Linked DNA regions of Sus scrofa: region 1 is linked to region 2. Evidence: chromatin contacts called from public Hi-C data. All regions are on one chromosome and are shown on one strand. The core of a region is the stretch at or near the end of the contact, and the rest is flanking DNA. Distances in the headings are between cores, read along the strand shown.

Region 1 (3,507 bases), core at 163-2,662, 240 kb before region 2:
TTACAGTCACAACTGCTGGGATTTTTATCTGTACTCAAAGTATTATCTAGAGGTATAAGTACTTAAAATCCAATTATTTTATGTATATTTTTAAAAAGTCAAACATACTTCCTTTTTCTTCCTTTCTTCTTCTTTCCTCTTCTTTTCCTCTCTGATTTGGGCCAATCGCTGCTTCTTACGTTCCAACTCTGCCTTTAATTCACTTTTGTCAGACATGTTTGAGACCTTAAGAAGCATATAATTATTTACAATCATCATTCCACTGGCAAAAGCAGCACTTTTTTAAAAAATTAGTCTTTAAGAACTGTCTCAAGAGACCATATAGTTCAATTCTGTCTAAAGAGAACACAGAAACTCTACTTTTAAAATAATGGAAGCATATATATTACTAACACCGGAAAAACACTATAAACAAATGTATATAAGAAATAAATATTCAGAGTTGACCACGGTAGCTAGCACCTTTAATGTTCACATGCCCAAACGTAACACAATGTCTCTGGCTCTTAAAACAAATGATAAGGGGTTGGCATTAAAAGCTCCTAGGCTACAAAACACGGATCAAATCTATTACCAAAGTTTTGCATTCATTCCTAGAAACTGAATAAAACAGGCGGTGAGACAAAATTCCTATGAATTCTAAAACTACCGTGTAAAACTAATATTAAGGACAAGCAAAACCCCCAAATTACCATCAATAACTGTAAAATAAAGTATGTATGTTTTTAGTCAAAGCCCAACAACAAAGTGACGGAATAACTGCATACAGCTGACAGGCCCCGCTCTATCTCACAGAGGCCGGAGCCTCAAGACTGACATGTTCACTTTCTTAAAACTCCAAGGAAGAAATAGTCTCTGGAATTTTGTGCTACAACCTCCGCATTCGGGTACTTGGCAGCACAGACTGGGTGAGGGAAAACGCTGTCAACGCAAGTAGTAATGACTTTTCTTTATAAAATGGAGCAAGGGGAAAAGAAGTCACTTCTCCCCTGGGGTCACGGCTAAGAGGGCGCGGTCCAGAACAGGGCGTCCGGGGGAGGGGGCCTCGACACGCCTCGAGGCTCCTCGGGGCACCTCCGTAGGGTCCAGAAGGGAAGGGATGCAGTCGTTTTCCCCGGCCTTCCTGAGTCACCGCACCTGGCTCTTCCCGCCTCTCCCTCCGGGAACCAGACCGGGCGGCGCTGTCAGCAGATACTGCCAAGCCGCCCCTAGAGTCCTAACGTGAGACACAGGAGACAGAAGGGCCCAGAGCGAAGGGCAGTCAACCCACCTGTCAGATGGCGGGGTGTGGAAGAGACCGCCTGTCAGCAACTTCCCCGTAACGTCCCCTCTCCTTTGCCTTCAACGCCAACAGTCGCCGCCACTAGCTCCACGGCTTGCCCAAGCACACAAAGAGGGATGGGCGGCGGCTGCTACGGCAAGAGAGTAGGGACAAATGGCTTCACCACAACGAGGTCGCTCCAAAAAGGAAGTGAGGGGCTCTGCTGTGGGGAATTGCAGCCCCTCTGCGACTTACCTGTGTGAAGATGAAGCCAAGAGATGAGACAAAGAATCCACCCAGGGGCGCGAAGTGTTTCCGCTTTGCCGAAAACGGAAAGACTAAGCCTAATTGCCTGGGGCTGGGTAAGCAAACGCCGCCCTTGCCGCACAGATTGAAACTATCTGGGAGAACTACAAGCCCCAGCTTCAAGAGAAACCTGCGTGAGGCAAGCAATGCACTCTGGGAGTTGTGGCCAATGGTAGTCGCAAAGTGTGCTGGGACATGTAGTATTTCTTAGTCTTTGGCTTGCCCATGTACAGGCCTTCAAGTTTCCCAAAAGAAACTTATCACACTTCTCTTTATTGTAGTCTCATCTGTTGGTCAGTTCTCCCAATGTTGTATGTGTTATATCTTAGGATCTTTGACTCTACATTGCTAATTTTAAAAAATGTTATTTTCCAGTGGTGAACCTATGTATTACACTGCACATCTGAAGAACACTTTTTACAGTATGTATTATCAGTATTAGAAACAAAAAAACAAAAGCAAACCAACCAACCACGGTATAGAGGTTTCATGTGTCATCTTAAGCAAAATATAAAATATTAATTTTGAAAGTGTAGTGTAACATAATTCTGTCAAAAAATGTGAGAAATTGTGTTTAATTAGAAAAAGATTTGTCGGAGTTTCTGTTGTGGCTCAGCAGGTTAAGAACCCAACTAGTATTCATGAGCATGCAGGTTCAATTCCTGGTCACACTCAGTAGGTTAAGGATCTGATGTTGCTGCAAAGTGCTGCATAGGTTGCATATGCCTCTCTGATCTGGCATTGCTGTGGCTGTTGTGTAGGCTGGCAGCTGCAGCTTGGATTCAACTCCTAGCCTAGGAACTTACATATGCCACAGGTGTGGCCCTAAAAAAAAAAAAAAAAAGAAAAAGATTTATAAATCCTTACTCAGTTTTTACTAGTGTTTGTGGTTGTAAATTTGCTCATTGGGAGTGTTACTGTTATGAAAATTATCAATAAAGCCTCTGATTCCTGTATTTCCTCTTAAATTTCAGCCTGTACACATGGAATATTTATTTGAGCTTGCAAATAAAATGATTATTGTTACAATCAATGAATCAGTAAGAATATGTTAATCAGTATAGCAAATAATAATTTCTCAGTGTTTTGTTGCAATGTGGTAGGTAGCATTTGGGTTTTCTCTCAAACAATTTTTGAAAAGAAAACGTTTCATACTATTGAAATCTAAACCAAGCAAGAATGTTCCCACCATTTTAGATTTTTTTTTGTCTTTTTAGATTTTTTAATACACAAAGAAAGCAAAAGTTATAAGAATATGAATTTACTGGAAATATGTGGATTGAATCAATTTTTAAAAATTACTTAATTTAAAACATTATCTGGCAAGAATTAAAGCTTATACCAAACTAATGTTTTTATCATATTCTAGAAGGACATTGCCCAAATCTAGCGGTAATCCTTAGGATTCAAAATCTGAATACTTGGGCCTTTGTCTAGTCTTTACCTTGTCATGCCCTGCCTATATACAAGATAAATTTCTCAGAAATAAATCTGAGAAAGAATATCCTTCACATTCCAAGATTTTCCCCCATAACCTAAACTTTCAAAGAGCTTTATTACTGTATTACCTTTTAATTTTTTATTTTTTCCTAATATTGAGACTCCATTTACCAATTTAAAAAATTGCTATTGATTACCCACTATGTGCAGGTACTATATGGATTAGTAAGTTTGGTGTCTAAATATGTGCACTTGGGAGTTCACACTATGGTGCAACGAGACCTGCTGCATCTCCGGAGTGCTGGGACGAAGGTTGCAACCCTGGCCTGGCACAGTGGGTTAAGGATCCCGTGTTTCCGTAGGTTGTAACTGTGATTCAGATATGATTCCTGGCCCAGGAACTCCATATGCCATGTAACGGCCAAAAAAGATTTTAAAATAAATAAATAAATGTGTACACTTGATGTCCTTTGCAGTGTGGTGTGGCGCTGAGGAGAAAG
Region 2 (3,988 bases), core at 212-2,711:
CCTTGCTGTGGCTCTGCTGTCAGCCGGCACCTACAGCTCTGATTAGACCTCTAGCCTTGGAACCTCCATATGCCACAGGAGCAGCCCAAGAAATGGCAAAAAGACAATAAATAAGTAAATAAATAAATAAGCATCTAATTATTAGATACCTGTATCTCTTGACTCTATCTTTTAAGCAGCATAAAATACTACATTGTACCCAGCAAGCTATCATTTTGCCTGCAACATGAATTCGCTATAAATTGGTATTATAGCGAATACCAATAAAATGAAAATGAAACCTCAAGCTTTAGGTTTAACAAGATTTTTAAGTTACACACATTTTATCCCCTACTCTTATTTTTGGACCCATTTTTCCATTCTCTTATTTCACAAGCACTAATGTAGGCATAAGTGTTTCCATAAATATTAGAGTTCAGATCAACAGTCAAATGAATTACAACAAAAATTTTCACCAGATACCTGCTGACACAGCATCGATAATTATCAAAATATATTCTTCCTCTCTCATAGGCTATAGGTGACTTGGAATGAGTCGTCCAAACATTCTTAAATTTAGTACTTTCCTGAAAGACACAAGGAACTTCAGTTTAGGAAATAACTCATAAGCTTCCACTCTGCACCAATTTTAAGTTGGATGGTTAAATTGACAGTTTGCAAAGTAATTTCATGTACTTTTTAGAAAACATTATGTTCAATGCTTCCTCAATCTGCCCTCGCGTTTTGGCTTAAGTGGAGTGATCGATTTTAGAAAAACTGTTTCTAAGAAGATATACGAAGGTTAAAACTAAAAGCATGCGGCGGTTCCGTTTTAATGGTTATTTACTAATCCCCCCGCTTCAAGGCCTGGATCACCCTGACCATCATGTGAGATCTTAAAAACGGGCTGTCCTGCAGAAAAACTGCACCCCAGCAAGAAGGCTTGACCTCCCCGTCGCCCCGTCGCCCCGCTGCCCCAGGTCCGGCTCCCGGTGGCGGGTGGTCACCTGGCACACCAGCGCCCGCAGGATGCCCAGGTTGGTCCTCTGCACCACGCCCGCGTCGCGCGAGAAGAAGCCCAGCGCCCGGCGACTTAGCCGGCAGCACACGTTGGGCTTCTGACTTGGCCCCATGGAGGCGCGGGCCAATCGCGGAGTTGTCCGGGCCCAAGAGGGGCGCGCCCCTCACTCCCGCGCAGAGCAAGGGCCCCTACCGCCGAACCTCCAGGCCCCAACTCCCTGAGGGGCCCAGGAAAAGGTGACACCGGGAGCCTGGCAGTGGGCGCAGGGCGGTGGGGCGAGGGGAGGCAGAGCCGGTGCTGCCCGTGAGTGGAGAAGTGGGAAGGAAAAGCAACTCCCTTCTCCGTCGGCCCCTCCAACGCTCTAGGGCTCGGGACCCGGCTGCCGACAGCGCGACGCCTGCGTAACGCGCGGTCGGATGGAGCCGTTCCCTCACCGGGAAATGTAGTTCCCAGTACACGCTGAGGGAGCCTGGCCTGTTCCCAGAACTACAATCCCCATCAGGCAGCGGGCAGCGAGCCCTTGCCCTGGCCCCGCCTTCAACCCACCACAGCCCCGCCCCGCCCCTCCTCCTGGGGCTGGGCTGAGTCTGCGCTGTAGGCCTGGCGCGCTTTTCCGGGTCTGCACGCGGCGCCGGGGGAGGGCCTGGTGGCTCTGTACTGCCGCCTCCTGGTCTCGGTTTCTTAGAATACGCCCTTCGCCCAGGGGTTCGTTTCTTGCCGCCCGGTACCCCCAAGCCTCTGAACCCCTGGACTCTTGCTTTGGGAGGCTCTGGCGGGACGCCGAGAGGGGCATTGTGTCGTGTGCGATCCCTTCCCCCCGAGGCAGCATCATGTGCTAAAGAAAGGTACGCCCTCGGCTTTCCCTTCAGTGTACTGTGAACGTTTTGGATGAGATGTATAGTTAAACATTTGGGATCAGTAAACACTGCTTTTGTGTTATGAGTTAGTGGTGAAGATGCTGGCATTCCCGCCAAACTGGAGTTGAATTACCCTTTACCAGAGGTCTGCCCTGCTGTGGCCCTCAGAGACGCGGGCAGGTTTTGCAATAATTGCTGCATTTTCCTTTCACATTTTACTCCCTCCTTATCGGGAATGAAATATCACATATTTACATTATTATTGAACTGCCCGAGGCATTCCAGTTTGATTGCTCTTAAGTAAAAGATGACTTTGTGACTATCCCTGCCTGTAGGTCAGAGTTCCCACTACACTGCATTTTCAGCAATCTTGCACCAGACTTGTCCTATTGCTCTGCTTGTGAGTCCCTTGAGGGTGGTGTCTTTGCATTTCCCACGTGGCCTCTTGTTCAGAGGTAGGCAAGGCAGCAACTCCATCTGACAGAGCAAAAAGTACAACCCTGGGTGAGTGTGTTGGGTTAAGTGTTTAGGAAAAATTTGTCATATCTCTTTTTAACCCTGCTGAATTTCCTTTAGGGCCTAGGCTTTTGCTGATTTTTCATATCTTATTTACAGCATACTGTGGAGTGCTTTGTATATTTTTAGAGAGCGCTATAATAGTTAATTTGCTAATTCATGAATGCAGCTGTCGCTGAGAAAACTGGGACCCAGAAAAGATAACGGGATTTTCTTTGGCTGAAATGAAATTCAAATCATTGCTGAATTGAACTCATAATCTTTTTTCATCTTCCCCTTCACCCCCACTTATTTGTCTTCCAGTGGTCTTTATCTCACCTTCCAAGCCCCAAGTCACCCAAGGGACAGCCATCTTTTCCCTCATCCTCAACCAAGTACTTTTGATTTTGATATCTGTCTCCTCTTCATACCCCAGCATAATTTAGGGCCTCACCATTTTATCACATTATTATGTTAAATAGCCTCCTTTCTGCCTTACTTAAATACTTTCAATTCCAGCCCTCCACTCTGCTGCCAGAACGATTTTTCTAAAGCACAAATCTGTCATTTCCCTATTAAAGCTTTTACGTGGCTCCCAATCACCCAGAGCAGAATTTCTCAAACCCACGTAGATACCCAGGATTAACTTAAAATATGATCAGTATGTTAAATATATGCAAATATGAAACTGTATATAAACTCCTTATGTTGTATCTTTTGTACAGCTATAATGCTCAATTATATGTTAAATGAAGCAAAACTATAATACACATAAATTCTGATGATTGCTTGTTCATTGTTACCAATGAGACTGTTTTTGCTGGACCTATAATGCTCTAAAACAATCTTCACTGTACTTTGGGGCATAAATTCCTTACCGAAAAGCCCGTTTATATTGTCCTTGTGTTGAGAGATTACACAATGACTTCACCCCTTTATTTAAGCCTGTAAAACTTTCCTTTGATCCATATGTCATGATTTCATTTGCTCTTCACCTGACAGTCTCCATGTCTCATTATCCTGCACCAGTGACAAATGGTACCACTTGTTTGCCAGTGCAGTCCTGAACACAAACGTGTAAAATGAAATCTTGTGACAGTAATCAATTAAAAGGTGCCATCCAGGTGATCCAGAATATCCTTTTGTTCAAAAAAACTTTTTTTCTCTTTGGATTTTTATTAAATTGGAAATAAAAAACTTCTCTCGAGACATCTCATCACCTTGGGGCTACATATACAAATCCCTCTAGGTATGTCTAGGTCCCCTTATAGGACAAAATCTGAATGCCTTAGTGTAGAATACAGGGCACTCTCTTATCTGTATCTTGCCCCCATTTTCAGCCTCATCAGCCTTGCCCACATTTTGCTCTCATGGTTCTGATATGTTGCCTACTTGTTCAAACTGGGGTGCCTTTACATTGAACATGTCTTTGTCTGGAGCTCCCTTCTTCTCTTGTCTATTTATCTCAATACTCATCCCAGGTCTTCTAGCTCCACTCAGACACTTCCAGACCCCTCCGTTTTAGATGTAGTTTTGCCTCTTCTCACATGTACTTTGCATACACTGGTTGTGGCACTAATAGAATTGTTGTTTGTCTCTCTTCCCAACATATTGTGTTCAGAGCTGTCCATTCATT

Evidence for each region. Hi-C and Micro-C count contacts between places; a contact is called where the count stands out from the background.
Region 1: a contact with region 2 is called in a Hi-C map of liver, with 4 times the contacts expected there. The contact joins the promoter of DYNC1I2 here to the promoter of DCAF17 in region 2. A contact is called at or near these places in 1 of 5 promoter capture datasets (liver), 8 of 47 Hi-C or Micro-C datasets (alveolar macrophages, embryonic fibroblasts, heart right ventricle and 4 more) and 1 of 2 datasets of contacts at active chromatin or transcription factors (alveolar macrophages).

What each region holds. Positions count from the first base shown.
Region 1 is chr15:77,801,506-77,805,012 of Sscrofa11.1, reverse strand. DYNC1I2 (dynein cytoplasmic 1 intermediate chain 2) reads right to left here and starts at 1,412. Exons shown (of 17, transcript NM_001243495.1): 1 at 1,271-1,412; 2 at 109-225. The coding sequence starts at 216.
Region 2 is chr15:77,562,102-77,566,089 of Sscrofa11.1, reverse strand. DCAF17 (DDB1- and CUL4-associated factor 17) reads right to left here and starts at 1,461. Exons shown (of 12, transcript XM_021076469.1): 1 at 987-1,461; 2 at 463-566. The coding sequence starts at 1,112. It overlaps METTL8 (methyltransferase-like protein 8), which reads left to right and starts at 1,598. Exons shown (of 12, transcript XM_001925591.5): 1 at 1,598-1,845.